2 separate regions of the Triticum aestivum genome follow, and region 2 is linked to region 1. Evidence: chromatin contacts called from public Hi-C data. All regions are on one chromosome and are shown on one strand. The core of a region is the stretch at or near the end of the contact, and the rest is flanking DNA. Distances in the headings are between cores, read along the strand shown.

Evidence for each region. Hi-C and Micro-C count contacts between places; a contact is called where the count stands out from the background.
Region 2: a Hi-C map of leaf shows a contact between it and region 1, with 3 times the contacts expected there. The contact joins the promoter of LOC123145842 here to the promoter of LOC123145840 in region 1. A contact is called at or near these places in 2 of 5 Hi-C or Micro-C datasets (leaf and root).

What each region holds. Positions count from the first base shown.
Region 1 is chr6D:456,440,424-456,447,094 of IWGSC CS RefSeq v2.1, reverse strand. LOC123145840 (filaggrin-2-like) reads right to left here and starts at 3,430. Exons shown (of 1, transcript XM_044565345.1): 1 at 348-3,430. The coding sequence starts at 3,370. The coding sequence ends at 632.
Region 2 is chr6D:456,667,296-456,673,966 of IWGSC CS RefSeq v2.1, reverse strand. It overlaps LOC123145842 (protein DETOXIFICATION 19), which reads right to left and starts at 3,828. Exons shown (of 7, transcript XM_044565348.1): 1 at 3,460-3,828. The coding sequence starts at 3,741.

The DNA of each region.
Region 1 (6,671 bases), core at 2,181-4,680:
TTACCTCTCTTCATTGTTTGCACATTTAGAACAGATTGTGTTTGTTCATATATTAGTAAAATTGTTCCTCCTTGAAGTCTATACTCATATGTGATACACACCAAGTAATTGGTCATTTCACTCATTTGTGCTGGTGCTTGTGTTATCTATGCAGCAAATCGTGTTAGGTAATTCAAACACTGTTGCTTTTTCTCACACTTTACAAAATCAAATACTATGAAGGCCAGAGCATTGGTTGCATTGTTTTCATTCAAATTGCTAATAATAAACAGCACAGGTTTCCAGCGAAAAAACAACAACACAGGTTGATGATAAATCATGTATGATAATACTTTAACAGCAAACAATTGTGAAATATATATCCATATATTTTTATGAGTTCCAACCATCCTATTGAAAAAATGGACGGGCGCAGCAACGTGCGCCGTCATGATCTGGCAGGCATCATAGCATACATACATGGGTTAAAGCAGAAGGAAATTTGCACGACAATGTTAAAAAAAAAACTGTGAACACATGTTGTCCATGAAAACTTAAACCAAGATACATTCGCTTCTCTGAACCAGACTCAATCAATTTATATGCGGTGGAGTATTATTCTGCAAAGGTAGCGGCCGTAGGCAGACCGGGCTTAGTTCAGTCCAGGCAGCTTCTCCATGATCTTGTCCATGAGGCTCTTCTTCTCACCGGCCCCGTCGGTGCCGTGTGTCCCAGTACCAGTTGTTACGTTGTGTCCTTGCTGCCCACCGTCGGTGGCCGTGGTGCCATGCATCTCCGTGCCGGTCATTCCAGTGTGTCCATCCTGCCCGTAGGTGCCAGCAGTATGCTGGTGGTCATCGTGGCCAACGGGGAGCTTCTCCTTGATGTTCTCCATGGCATCCTTCTTCTTGTCGATGCCGTCGGTGCCCTGTGTTCCCTTATCGGTCACTCCGGTGTGTCCGTGCTGCCCGTAGGTGCCGCCGGTGGACGGGGTGCCATGCGTCGCTGTGTCGGTGTGTCCTTGCTGCCCGTAGGTGTCACCGGTCTGCTGGCGGTCATTCTGGCCCCCGGGGAGCTTCTGATTGGTGTTCTCCATGATGCTCTTCTTCTCGCCTGTGCCGCCAGAGCCGTACGCCTTTGTGTCGGTCACTCCAGTGTGTCCGTGCTGCCCATAGGTGCCGTCGGTGGCCGGGGTGTCATGCGTCCCCGTGCCGGCGTGGCGCTCGTCGGTGCGAACAGTCTGCGGGTGGTCGTCATGGCCGTCGGGGAGCTTCTCCTTGAGGTTCTCCATGACACCCTTCCTCTCGTCGGTGTCGTGTGACACTCTGCCGGTCATTCCGGTGTGTCCCTGCTGACCATCTATGCCGTCTGTGGCCGTGGTGCTATGCATCCCGATTCCAGTCATTTCGGTGTCTTCCTGGCTCCCGTAGGTGCCACCAGTCTGTTGGTGGTCACCATGGCCACCAGGGAGCTTCTCCTTGATGTTCTCCATGGCGCCCTTCTTCTCGCCGGTGCCATATGTCCCCGTGTCGGTTATCCCGGTGTGTCCCTGCTGCCCGTAGGTGTCGCCGGTGGCAAGGGTGCCATGTGTTGCAGTGTCGGTGTGTCGCTGCTGCCCATAGGTGTCACCGGTTTGCTGGCGATCATCGTCGCCACCGGGGAGCTTGGCCTTGATGTCCTCCATGACGCCCTTTTTCTCGTTGTTGCCGTGCGTCCCCCAGCCGGTCATTTCGGTGTGTCCCTGCTCGCCATAGGTGTCGCCCGTGGCTGAGGCGCCATGCATCGCCGTGCCGGTTTGTGCCTGCTGACCGTAAGTGCCACTGGTGTGCTGGTGGTCTTTGTCGCCGCTAGGCAGCTTGTCGTTGATGTTCTTCATGATGCCCTTCTTCTCGCCGGTGTCGATGCCGTGCATCCTCGTGCCAGTGGCTCCGGTGTGTCCGTGCTGCCCGTAGGCACCATCGGTGGCCGGGGCGCCATGTGTCCCCGTACCGATGATTCCTTGCTGCACAGTGGTGTTGCCAGTGGCTAATGCGCCATGCGTCGCCGCATCGGTGTGTCCCTGCTGCCCGTAGGTGCCACCAGTCTGTTGGTGGTCCCCGTGGCCACCAGGGAGCTTGTCATTGATGTTCTCCTTGACGCCCTTCTTCTCTCCCGTGTCGGCGCCATGCAGCCCCGCCCCAATGGCCCCGGTGTGTCCGTGCTGCCCGTAGGCACCATGGATGGCAGGGGCGCCATGTGTCCCCGTACCAGTGTTTTCTTGCTGCCCATAGGTGCCACTGGTGGCTGTGGGGCCATGCGTCGCCACATCGGTGTGTCCCTGCTGCCCGTAGGTGCCACTTGTCTGCTGGTGGTTCCCATGGCTAGCAGGGAGCTTGTCATTGATGTTCTCCATGACGTCCTTCTTCTCGCCCGTGTTGGTGCCGTGCATCCCCGTGCCGGTGGCCCCGGTGTGTCGGTGCTGCCCATAGGCACCATCGGTGGCCGGTACGGCATGTGTCCCCGTACCGGTGTTTCCCTGCTGCCCATACGTGTCATCGATGGCTGAGGTGCCATGCGTCACCGTAGCGATGTGTCCCTGATGGCCGTAGGTGCCAGCAGTTTGCTGGTGGTCCCCATGGCCACCAAGGAGTTTGTCATCAATGTCCTCCACGTCACCCTTCTTCTCACCCGTCTCGACGCCGTGCATCCCCGTCCCGGTGGTCCTGGTGTGTCCGTGCTTCCCGTAGCCACCATTGGTGGCAGGGGCGCCATGTGTCCCCGTACTGGTGTTTCCCTCCTGGCCATAGGTGTCGCCGGTTGCTGAGGCGCCATGCGGTTCCGCGGCCGTGTGTCCCTTCTGCCCGTAGGTGCCACCAGTCTGCTGGTGGTCCCCATGGCCACCAGGGAGCTTGTCGACGTCCTTCTTCTCGCTGGTGTCGGTGCCGTGAATCACCGTGTCGGTGGACCCAGTGTGTCCGTGCTGCCTGGAGGCACTATCGGTGGCCGGGGCGCCATGTGTCTCCATACCGGTGTTTCCCTGCTGGCCATAGGTGCCGCCGGTAACTGAGGCGCCATGCGTCGCCGCGGCAGTCTGCCCCGGTTGACCGTAGGTGCCACCAGTCTGCTGGTGGTCCTCGTGGTCACCAGGGAGCTTGTCATTGATATTCTCCATGACGCCCTTCTTCTCGCCGGTGTCGGCATCGTGCATCCCCGTGCCGGTGGCTCCGGTGTGTCCGTGCTGCCCGTAGGCACCATCGGTGGCCGGGGTGCCATGCGTCCCCGTAGTGGTGTGTCCCTGCTGCCCGTGGGTGGCAGCGGCCTGCTGGTGATCACCGTGGCTGCTGGAGAGCTTCGCCTTGATCTTGCTCATGATGCTCTTCTTCTCGCCGGTGCCGTGTCCCTGGTGCTCCATCCTGCACCAAACTTGTCACTTGGGAAATCTACTAGTGCTGTTGTTTAGTGTTTACTTGGAGCAGGTGGTTGTGTGAAGCAGGTGCTCCACGAGGCAGTATTTATAGGCCGTTAGAGGATAGACGAAGCACGACGTGTTCTCTCGTGAGTGGATGGGCAGGTGACTGCCGACTAGCCCATAATGAGGGGTGGTCAGATTAACGAATCGCCGTGGCAGGGCGCTACGTGTGCTTGCATGAGTTGGTCGGCAGGTGGCTGCCGACTAGAGGAGCCGGGCCTCGGAAGGCAGCGGGCGCGTCCCGGTCTCCACGTCCCACCTCATTCGTCCTCGTCCGGAAAAAAATGATTCCTCCCCTTTTTCGCTTGCAAAAATGGCATTGTTTGCTTAAGGAGATGCGGATCGGAAGTGTCGGCATGTGACGACAACGAACGTAACTAGACGAAGCATACGAGAGGGCAAGTGCTTTGATTCAAAGAATTTTATAGGATTTTTTTCTCTGTTGGCTACTCGATTCATGGGTTTGAAATGCGTAGTAATTTTCCTTAGAATTCGTTATGCTGGTACTTTCACCATTTCCTTATACAAGACCACAAACTCAGATTACAGGTATCAAGATAAAATTTAATGACTGCTTTGCAAGACAACTTTTTTTTACGTTAATCGTGATCATTAATACATTTGCATGCATGCAAAAAAAGGAACGGGAATGAAGTAGCATACTGTCATTATGACTACATGCATGCAAGTATTAAAACATCATAAATTTTTATCTCGATTACTGTTAGTGGCCTTATATAGATGCGACATGTATTTTTCATAATAGCCTTGTATAAAGGAATGAAGGAAGTATCAAACACTACTTTATCCGAATTCTCCTAGTTTTCTAATTCGGTGGGATTCGAGATGACATGTCACTATAATCCTTGATTTTTTTTCTATCACCGCATTTTGAGAATCAAAGAGGCATTGGTTTGGCGCCCCAACCTAGCAACTCACCCGTCCCACCTGCTCCCTCCTTCCCATCGCCGTAGGACGCCGTGAGACAAAACACGTGGGTGCCATGCTTTTTCATGGCGTGGCATGCGGTATGTGGTCACATTGGCGTGGGATATGGTCTGGTGGCCATCGTTGGTGCGGGCAGTGGCGAAGCTATGTGCAATGTTGAGGGGGCCGCCACCCCCCCCCCCCACCCCAGCCATACCATATTTGCTGAAGGAAAAAAAATAAGAGGCTTAAATTAAGAAGATTGTTGTCATTTGGCCGCTTCAAAAGTGCATATTTTCACTTTGCCCCCCCCCCCTTTGATTCCCCGCTAGCTCCGACACTGGGTGCGGGATACTTTCTCTGATGGCGCAGCGACACATGCGAGCTAGTGCATGACCAACATGGACGTGAGTACACGAGCGGTTACTTGTTCGAGCTGCGTGCAAGAGGAGGACGACCACAACAATGCGAGGTAGATCATGGACGGTGTGTCCGCTCCGGATCTTTGAAATTCAAAACGTTAACTTTCCGAATTTGTACTTTCAAAAATAAATTTCAGAAATCTTGACTTTCATTTTTTTCTTTTAAAACACTTTGAACTTTCAAAATTATTTTGAAATTTCAAACTTATATAATTTTGTAAACTATCATGCGAAAAAGACTAGAAAACTAGCATCCTTTGTGGGGTATTTTTGTGACTTCCAACATTGATTCAACATGGTTATTATTTATTAAACTCGATTTGGAATGTTCATATTATTGATGTACATGATGCATAATAACAAATGCAAAATTATACTCGAAAAGTAATACCTGAGGTGCCGATGTAGCTGTAATTTCATTTGTGGAAGCAATACTCGAGGTGTCGAGGAAAACTGTGCTAGAATACAATAGAGGAATTACTTGAGGTTGACTCTAGTAAAATTAATATGTATGTACGTTTATTATCATGGTGGAAGAGTTGGGTTCATTTTGCATGGTTAGTTCTGCAAGGTGTTGACCCACATGCTCGGATTGGAACTTAATCTCATATACGCAATGTGATCATGCACATAACTCGCACATGTATGCTAGAGACTATAATATTAGACTCATAGAACTGTCGTGTTGAATCATGGTCCATGACATAACTCAGGTCATCCATACTTTTGTGGCAGAAATATAGTCCATAAATAGGTTCCTACCCTCTAGGCTTAATATGCAATTGTTAGCGGTGCCACAAATAAGATGAATTCAAGGGTAGACCACATAACCCACAATCCAGCACCACCATGTGACAGACAACTGAAGCACATTGTGCAGTGGGAAAACTTGTGTATCCCAACATGTCGGTTACCACTTCTACCGGTCATAGGACGTGAGAGACTCACGTGGCGCCTTTAAGAGAAATTCTATGAGAGTGGCTATATATGACCGATCGCCATAATAACCTCTATTATGGCAACTTTGGTCAAAAAAGCCCTCTGGCAAAGTTTCCTTCTTGTCAGGGATCGTCATATTTTATGGAGTGCCCTCCATATCTACCATGTCATATATGGTGTCTCGGGGCTACCTTTTGGAGCATGCTCCATATGAAAGTTACGTCTCGTTTGTGTGGTGGGAAGGAAACTTTAGGTGCCCCCCACCTCACATGGGATTGCAAGAAGGTTGGAAAAAAATGTCCCATTGATGAGTGGGTCCCATGACTACAGAGGCACAAATATGAGGATTCTGACTTTGCGATTTTCCTCGGTGACCTCCATAATTCATATGGAGCGCGCTGTCGATATAGAGGCTGCAAATATGACTACTTTGCTAGAGCTTGTCTAAGAAAAAGGTGCTTGCGTGTGCTAGCCAATAGACATATCCATGGTTGTGAGAATCGCGGTTCTGTTATACGATTTTACCATCCAAACTAACCCATCCAATTTTGCGATTTTAGTTCATAAAATCTACGTTTCTACGATCATGATAGATAAGATTCTATGATTTGCTATCCTGCCATCGGAGTTCCTATCCGGTTCGAAATCATGATTCTGGCAACCTCGGACCTATCGAAGCGCCTTCGAGTGTGTGTTGTCCGCTCCCACGGGCTACCGCGCGTAGGAGTCGATTCATAGTCAACCTTGAAGGAGTTCCAGTTTGACATAAAAGTCGAGCACATACATGAAAGGAAGATTGGGTTTTGTTGTGATAGAAGAGGGCCAATTATTTTCTCAGTTAATGGGACACGAAATATCTACACCGGAGCTCAAATGCACCCTGATGAACAGTAAAATCAAAAAATCTGAATTTTTTTAGTGCAAGCTTTGACAAATGCTTTATGTGCTTGCAAAAA
Region 2 (6,671 bases), core at 2,579-5,078, 230 kb before region 1:
CGATCTGCAGCGCCCACCAAACCGCCTGCTGGCTGCTGCCACCAACGGCCGGCGGTGCTTCGTCCCCTCCCTCGTCCCTCCACCGGCCTCCTTTTCTGGCGCCGGCAGTCCACTCCACACACCCAACGGTTAAGCCTCGGCGTCCCCTCACCGGTGACGCCACTGCCGCATCGTCGGTCTCCAACTCCGTGTCATTCATGGCTTGACCCGGCCCGGCGCTGACCGAAATGCATTTTTCAGGCAGCTTGCATATGGCAAGCGCGTCGCGGTACTCCATCTCAAAACATTGGCAGAACTACGCAGGCGATCTAACCGAACTTGGACAAATTAAATCAAGAGCGTGCGGTAGCAATAGCAGCATGCAGTAGTACGTACCACGAAGGCGTAGCCGGTGACGGTGGCCCAGGAGTTGCCGAGCGTGGCGCCGGCGAGGTGGACGTCGCCGAGGTGGCCGGAGAACATGACGGACACCAGCGGGATGCCGTAGTAGGACATGTTGGTGAGGACCATGGGCACCGCGAACTGCAGCTGCGCCCACGCCTCCTCCGTGTCGATCAGGCGGCGCAGCCACGCCGGCGGGCACCCGCAGGGCCTCTTCGCCTCGCCGCCCTTGCCGCCGGCGGGCTGGAGCAGCGGGGCCGCCGAGGACATGTCAGCCCCGCGAGCGCGCCGCACGAGAGGGGAGAGGAAGAAGCTCGGGTTAGTTTTGTGGGAGGTGTGTGGTGCCGCCGCCGCCGCCGCCGCCGATGGCGATCAAGAAGATAGCGAGCGATGTGGAGGTTGACCCCGTTTTTCTGTGCGGCGTGGGAAACGGGTGGTGGCGTGGAGAACGGGAGAAGATCGGGCATCGTACTACTACACATTGATTTTGTATTTTTTTATGCTAGGTTGAGTTCGTGCCTTCCTCTGGTAAGTTACAGTACGGTGGCCATCTCCAACGCACATACGCTTGTTCGTAGAGTGTTGAACTCCAACGCTGGTGGCGAATTATAAGCGCTACACGGGAACGCAGCAACAACAGGAAAGAAAATCTGAGTTGGTTAGGGCAACTCAATACAGTGTTCGTCGGCCCATAGTGACGCATTTCAGATTGCGACCGGATTTTATAGAAAATAAAAACATATATAAAGTGCTGCCAAAAGTCTGTTCGTCCATTAATTAAACGTCAAAATATTAATTAAAAACATAAATAAAGTCTAGGTCTAGTCGCTGTCACGCCGTCACCGTTATCCTCGTCGGTGAGGTCAATGTAGACCGGCGCTGGCTATGGATACGGCCACGGTACTACCGCCGGTGTCGACGCGTGCAGTGATGCAGCGGGCGCCTCCTACTACTGTCGCGTCGGCTGCCGCTCGTCCACGCCCACCCACATAGGGTGCATGGCACAAGCTCGGACGTGCACGGGAACATTGATGTCCACAACCACGATTGCCCCACCAGTGTTCACCACTGCTGCTCGGGCTCAGATGCGGGCGCGGATGGGGGCATGACGACCTGCACTCCGGCCGATTCGGCCAGTGCCAGCCACAGGCCAGGCCACCTGGCGAGCTCCTAGAGCTCGAAGGCTTCGACGGTCTCCTATAGGACTCTACAACCTCCTCGTCATCCTCCTCCATCACCAGCTGTGGTGCTAGAGCGTGCGCGCATTGCACGAGGCCCACCCTCGAAGCACAACCAGCGGCGCTCGTTGTGCTTGTCGTTGAACAACATGACCTAGTGCGTGGACTCCATTGCGGACGCCTGGTCGTCCCGGTGATCGGTCAGGAGCTGAGCACAACGACATGGATCTCCGCCTCCTGCGCGCAACTTGTGGCCGGCACCAGCAACACTGGGACCATATCCGGGTTCAAATGCTAGCCGTGCGACAGATTGACATCTGGCTGGGGCACCGGGATGGCATTCTCCCAATAGTGCCGGCGTTGGTGGACAGGCGCGTAGATGCGGTCGAGCGCCGGCGTCACAGCTAATGTTCAAGAAATCGTTAACGGGTAGCTGCTCGATCGGTTTAGGAGTAGCGACTAATCGATGAATCGGCTTATTAACTGGATTAATCAATCGACCATTAATCGGTAGATTGAATAGGAACTTGCCAATATATATCTTGATTTTTTTATATATTATATCATACTCTCATGCTCCCAACTATGTAGTATGCCAAAACATGTTGCCGTACACATATGGAAATCATAGAGAAGGTAAAATTATTAATCCTAGCTATTAAGAAGCTAGACAGGGTTGGAAGGGGGTTACGGTACAAAAATGTGGGTTTTGTTTGCCCACCCGTTAATGGGCCAGTAGAGATTAATCGACCTGACAACTGATTAATCGGTCTAACTGGCCAATTAATCGGCCTGACAAGTTAACGCAATGAGTAGATGCTATTCGATTCGGCCACGCCATGAATAGCGATTAACTGACACATTAACTGATTAATCGGGTGAATTCTTAAACAATGTTCACAGCATTCCGCGGGGTCAAGGCAAAGGTCGTCACGCGGCGGCATCCTGAGGAGGACCCGGCCTCGTGGTCGTGCTCTCCAGGCATGCGCTTCCAGAACAAGAATGACATGTGTCGGTTCATGCGAACACCGCCTCCTCTTCCAGGAAGAAAACAAAGAAAAGGTCGGCATCACATGTGTGTTCTCACGCGTATATTCATATATCTGGTGTACTCAACGTACTCCAGCTAGTAATATCCTTATACCTGGTTACTGATATGGTACTGCACGTATTCCATTAAATTCATATTAGTAATATCTTATCTCATCATTGGTAATATCTTATCTGATCATTCCAACTAGGGCTCTAGTGCCACGTTTAACTACGCTCTTCTCTCTCTCTCTCCCTCTCCGCCTAAAGAACAATTCAGTGCTACTCCCTTCAATCTGAGGGAGTAGTGGATTTCATGTGGACGTCTGATATCCATCCAACGGCTCCGTGTCATCTTCCTCTTCTAGCCCTCGTTCCACACCGGTCCGATCTCTGATGCAGCGCCCACCAAATCGCCTGCTGCATGCCACCTGCCAACGGCCGACGGTGCTTCGCCCCGGCCTTCCCTCTACCAAAGCCGCCCTCCCTCGTCGCTCCACCATCCTTCTTTTCTGGCGCCGGCAGTCCACCACACCCACCGCCCCAACGGTTAAGCCTCGGACTCCACACGCTGCCGCATCGTCGATCTCCAACTCCGTGTCATTCACGGGTTGACCCCGCGCGCTCGCTGCTGTCCATCGCGACGTCCCTGTTCTCGCCTAGGAGGTTTTGAAATCGGCTGACCGATATGTATTTTCAGGTAACTTGCATATGGCAAACGCGTCGCTCTCGCACTGCCAAGGCGAATGATACGCGATCACACAGCGTCTGAAGGGGCCGGTGTGATTAATGCGCCATCTAATGATCGAACTTGGACGAATCAAGAGTGTGTGGACGTGTGGTAGCACTAGCAGCATGCAGTAGTACGTACCACGAAGGCGTAGCCGGTGACGGTGGCCCAGGAGTTGCCGAGCGTTGAGCCGGCGAGGTGGACGTCGCCGAGGTGGCCGGAGAACATGACGGACACCAGCGGGATGCCGTAGTAGGACATGTTGGTGAGGACCATCGGCACCGCGAACTGCAGCTGCGCCCACGCCTCCTCCGTGTCGATCAGGCGGCGCAACCACGCCGGCGAGCAGGGCTTCGCCTCTCCTTCGCCGCCCTTGCCATCGGCGGGCTCGCAGCCACCGAGCAGCAGAGGAGCCGAAGTCATGCCGGCCCGCGCGCGCGCCGCACGAAGAGGGGAGAAGAGGTGGGTTGGTGCCTGTGGCGATCAACGGGATAGCGATGTGGAGATTGGCGGGCAAGCCGCCTTCACCCTGTATTTGTGTCTAGTGGCTGCGGCGTGTGGAACGCGTGGTGGTGGAGACATGCGTGGTGCAGATCCTACACATTAATTAATTTTGGATTTTTCTTAGGTGTAATCAACATTTAATGCTCCAGTGTTAGGACCGTGCGAGAGTGTGCTCCTACCACTACTCGACCCGTTTTTCGCGACGTGTGAGGTAGTGGTGATCTTGAGATGTAGATCAGGGATTTCGCTGAGAATAGGAATGATGTGGTTGTTAATCCAGTCGCTGGCACACTCATTGCAAGAGGCGTACGACTTCTGCAATTGGAGACCGTTTTGGGATCCGTTTTGTTTGTGCCCGCTGAGTGTTCATTGGGAGAAATGCATGCAAGAAATTATGGTTGCGCGGCATGCCCCTATGTCTGTCTCGCCGGATATGTACCGATGAATTTACTAAATGGAAGAGGATGCATATGGTATAATTCTAATAAATTGGAAATCTTGGCAAGGTAAGGAAATCTCCAACGCGGACCCTCAAAACGTCCGCAAACACTTTAAGAAAAAGGGTTTCCCCCACTTTGTATTACAAAGCAACCATCCGATACAACCAACGATAGGGGCTGGGGCGGAAGCAGCACAAACACGCCCAAAAAAAAGAAAGAGAAAAAAGAAAAGAAACAAATGCCGATAACGGCGGCGACGAAGGCTCGTGACCGCTGCGACCACCGGAGATCGCTCACTAAGCTCCGAGACTCCGAAGCGCCGGTGCCAATCAACACCTCCAAGAAGGGACGCGACGATGACGACGCTGCTGTCAGGGGTTTCCCCCGGTACGCGGCGAGGAGAGAGGAAGGGTAGCCCCGACGCCCTCTAGGAAGGTCCGGCGGCACCCTCAGGCGCCACCGCGTCGGTGTCGGCCAAGCCAACAGGGATTTCTCCCGATCCCAGCCTCTACCTCAGGCACTTCGGAGCTCGCCACCAAACCGACCACCACCCTGCGCCAACACGGACACGAAGCTTCCCACGCTGTCTCACCACGGCACCGCGAAGATGGTCTGCACAACGAAGAAGAGGAGCCGGGACTAGGGCAGCAGCACCGTCAGCATACGGGAGGGCCCCACCTCCACCGTCCACGATGGTAGCCGACCGGACGCCATAGCAGGAGCCTACCGGGCCCGTGGCCCCACAGGCCCGACCGGGCCCTCGAAGGCCCGGACAGCTCCCGCCTTCGCGCAGCAGCTGGCACGCCGTCGGCGTCGCCGTCCCAGTCCAAACCGCTCCCCTACCTCCCCATACAGAGAGCGTTGCGGTCGCACCGGAGCCGACCCGCAAGGACCCAGAAGGGACCCTACGGGCCCAGATCTGGGCCGGGGACGGGCCACCGGCTAGCCAGCACCACCGGACTGCCCCGCCACCAAGAGGCAGCACCACCACGGCGAGCGCCGCCGGCCTCCGCACGAGGACGCCGGACCACCACCGACCGAGGCGCACCGCCGCCGGCCATCACCGCCCGAGCAGGGGAGGGCCGCGCGCGGGGAAGGACATGCCCGCCGCCGCCAGCACCACGCGGCCGAGGACCGGCGGCACACGCTGATGGCAGCGGGAGGAGGGAGGGCCGCGGGGGAACGCTGGAGGAGCGCGGAGGAAGGGCCCCCGGCCGCCTCGCTCGGGGAGGCGGCCCGGGGGAACGGGGGAGTGGAGGGGTGGGGGAGGAGAAGGGAAAGGGGAGGGGGAAGGGGCTGGCGGCTCCGCGCGGGGGAGCCGGCGACAACGGCGGCGGGGGAACCCTAGGGGCGGGGGAGCGGGCCAACGTCCGCAAACATTCGGACCGAGTGTTTGGACGCGGCCGCAAACATTTGCATGTCATCCAACGAGGACCCGTATTTAACCGTAGACACATCCGCGTGCCCTTTTTTCAATAGATCGGAAGCATATCAGGAGGGCTTTGCAAGAGTTCGGACCTCCGGTACGTAGGACTCTGTTGCTGAGTGTTCATTGGAAGAAATGCATGCAATAAATTATTGTTGCGCGATATGTCTCCCCGAATATGTATCCCCGGTATAAAACAATAGCGCTTGTTGGGAGGCAACCCAATAGTTATCTTAATTTTCTTGTTTATTTTTCAGTTTTTTAATAAACACACAATTATGCTACTTTTATAATTGTGCTTTTTAAGTTTTAGTTAGTGGTTGTGCCAAGCAAAGCCTTTAGGATAGTTTGAATGATAGTTGACTTGATTCTGTTAAAAAATAGAAACATTTGCGCCCAGTTTTAGAATTTTGTAAATCCATAGAAATGTGATTTTTCTTTGAATTGCTTACACATAATTTATATACAAATTTTCCACGTTGTCCTAATTTTTTTTAGAATTTTTAGAGTTACAGAAGTATGGTTAATGTTCAGATTGCTATAGACTGTTCTGTTTTTGATAGATTCTGTTTTCGTTGCATGTGTGATTATTTTGATGAATCTATGGATTGTATCAAGGGGTCATGGTAAACTTAAAATACAGTAGGTATAATGCAATAACAAAATATGAATAGTTTTGCAACAATACTTAAAGATGATTTGCTTTATTATACTAACGGATCTCACAAAGGTTTTTTTAAGTTTTGTGTGTTTGAAGTTTTTCAAGTTTTGGGTGAGATCACGATCGATGAAGGAATAAGAAGTGGCAAGTGCCTAAGCTTGGGGGTGCCCAAGGCACCCCAAGGTAATATTCAAGGACTCCCAAGCAACTAAGCTTGGGGATGCCCCGGAAGGCATCCCCTTTTTATTCTAACGTCCATCGGTATTTTACTTGGAGCTATATTTTTATTCGTCACATGCCATGAGGTTTGCTTGGAGCGTCT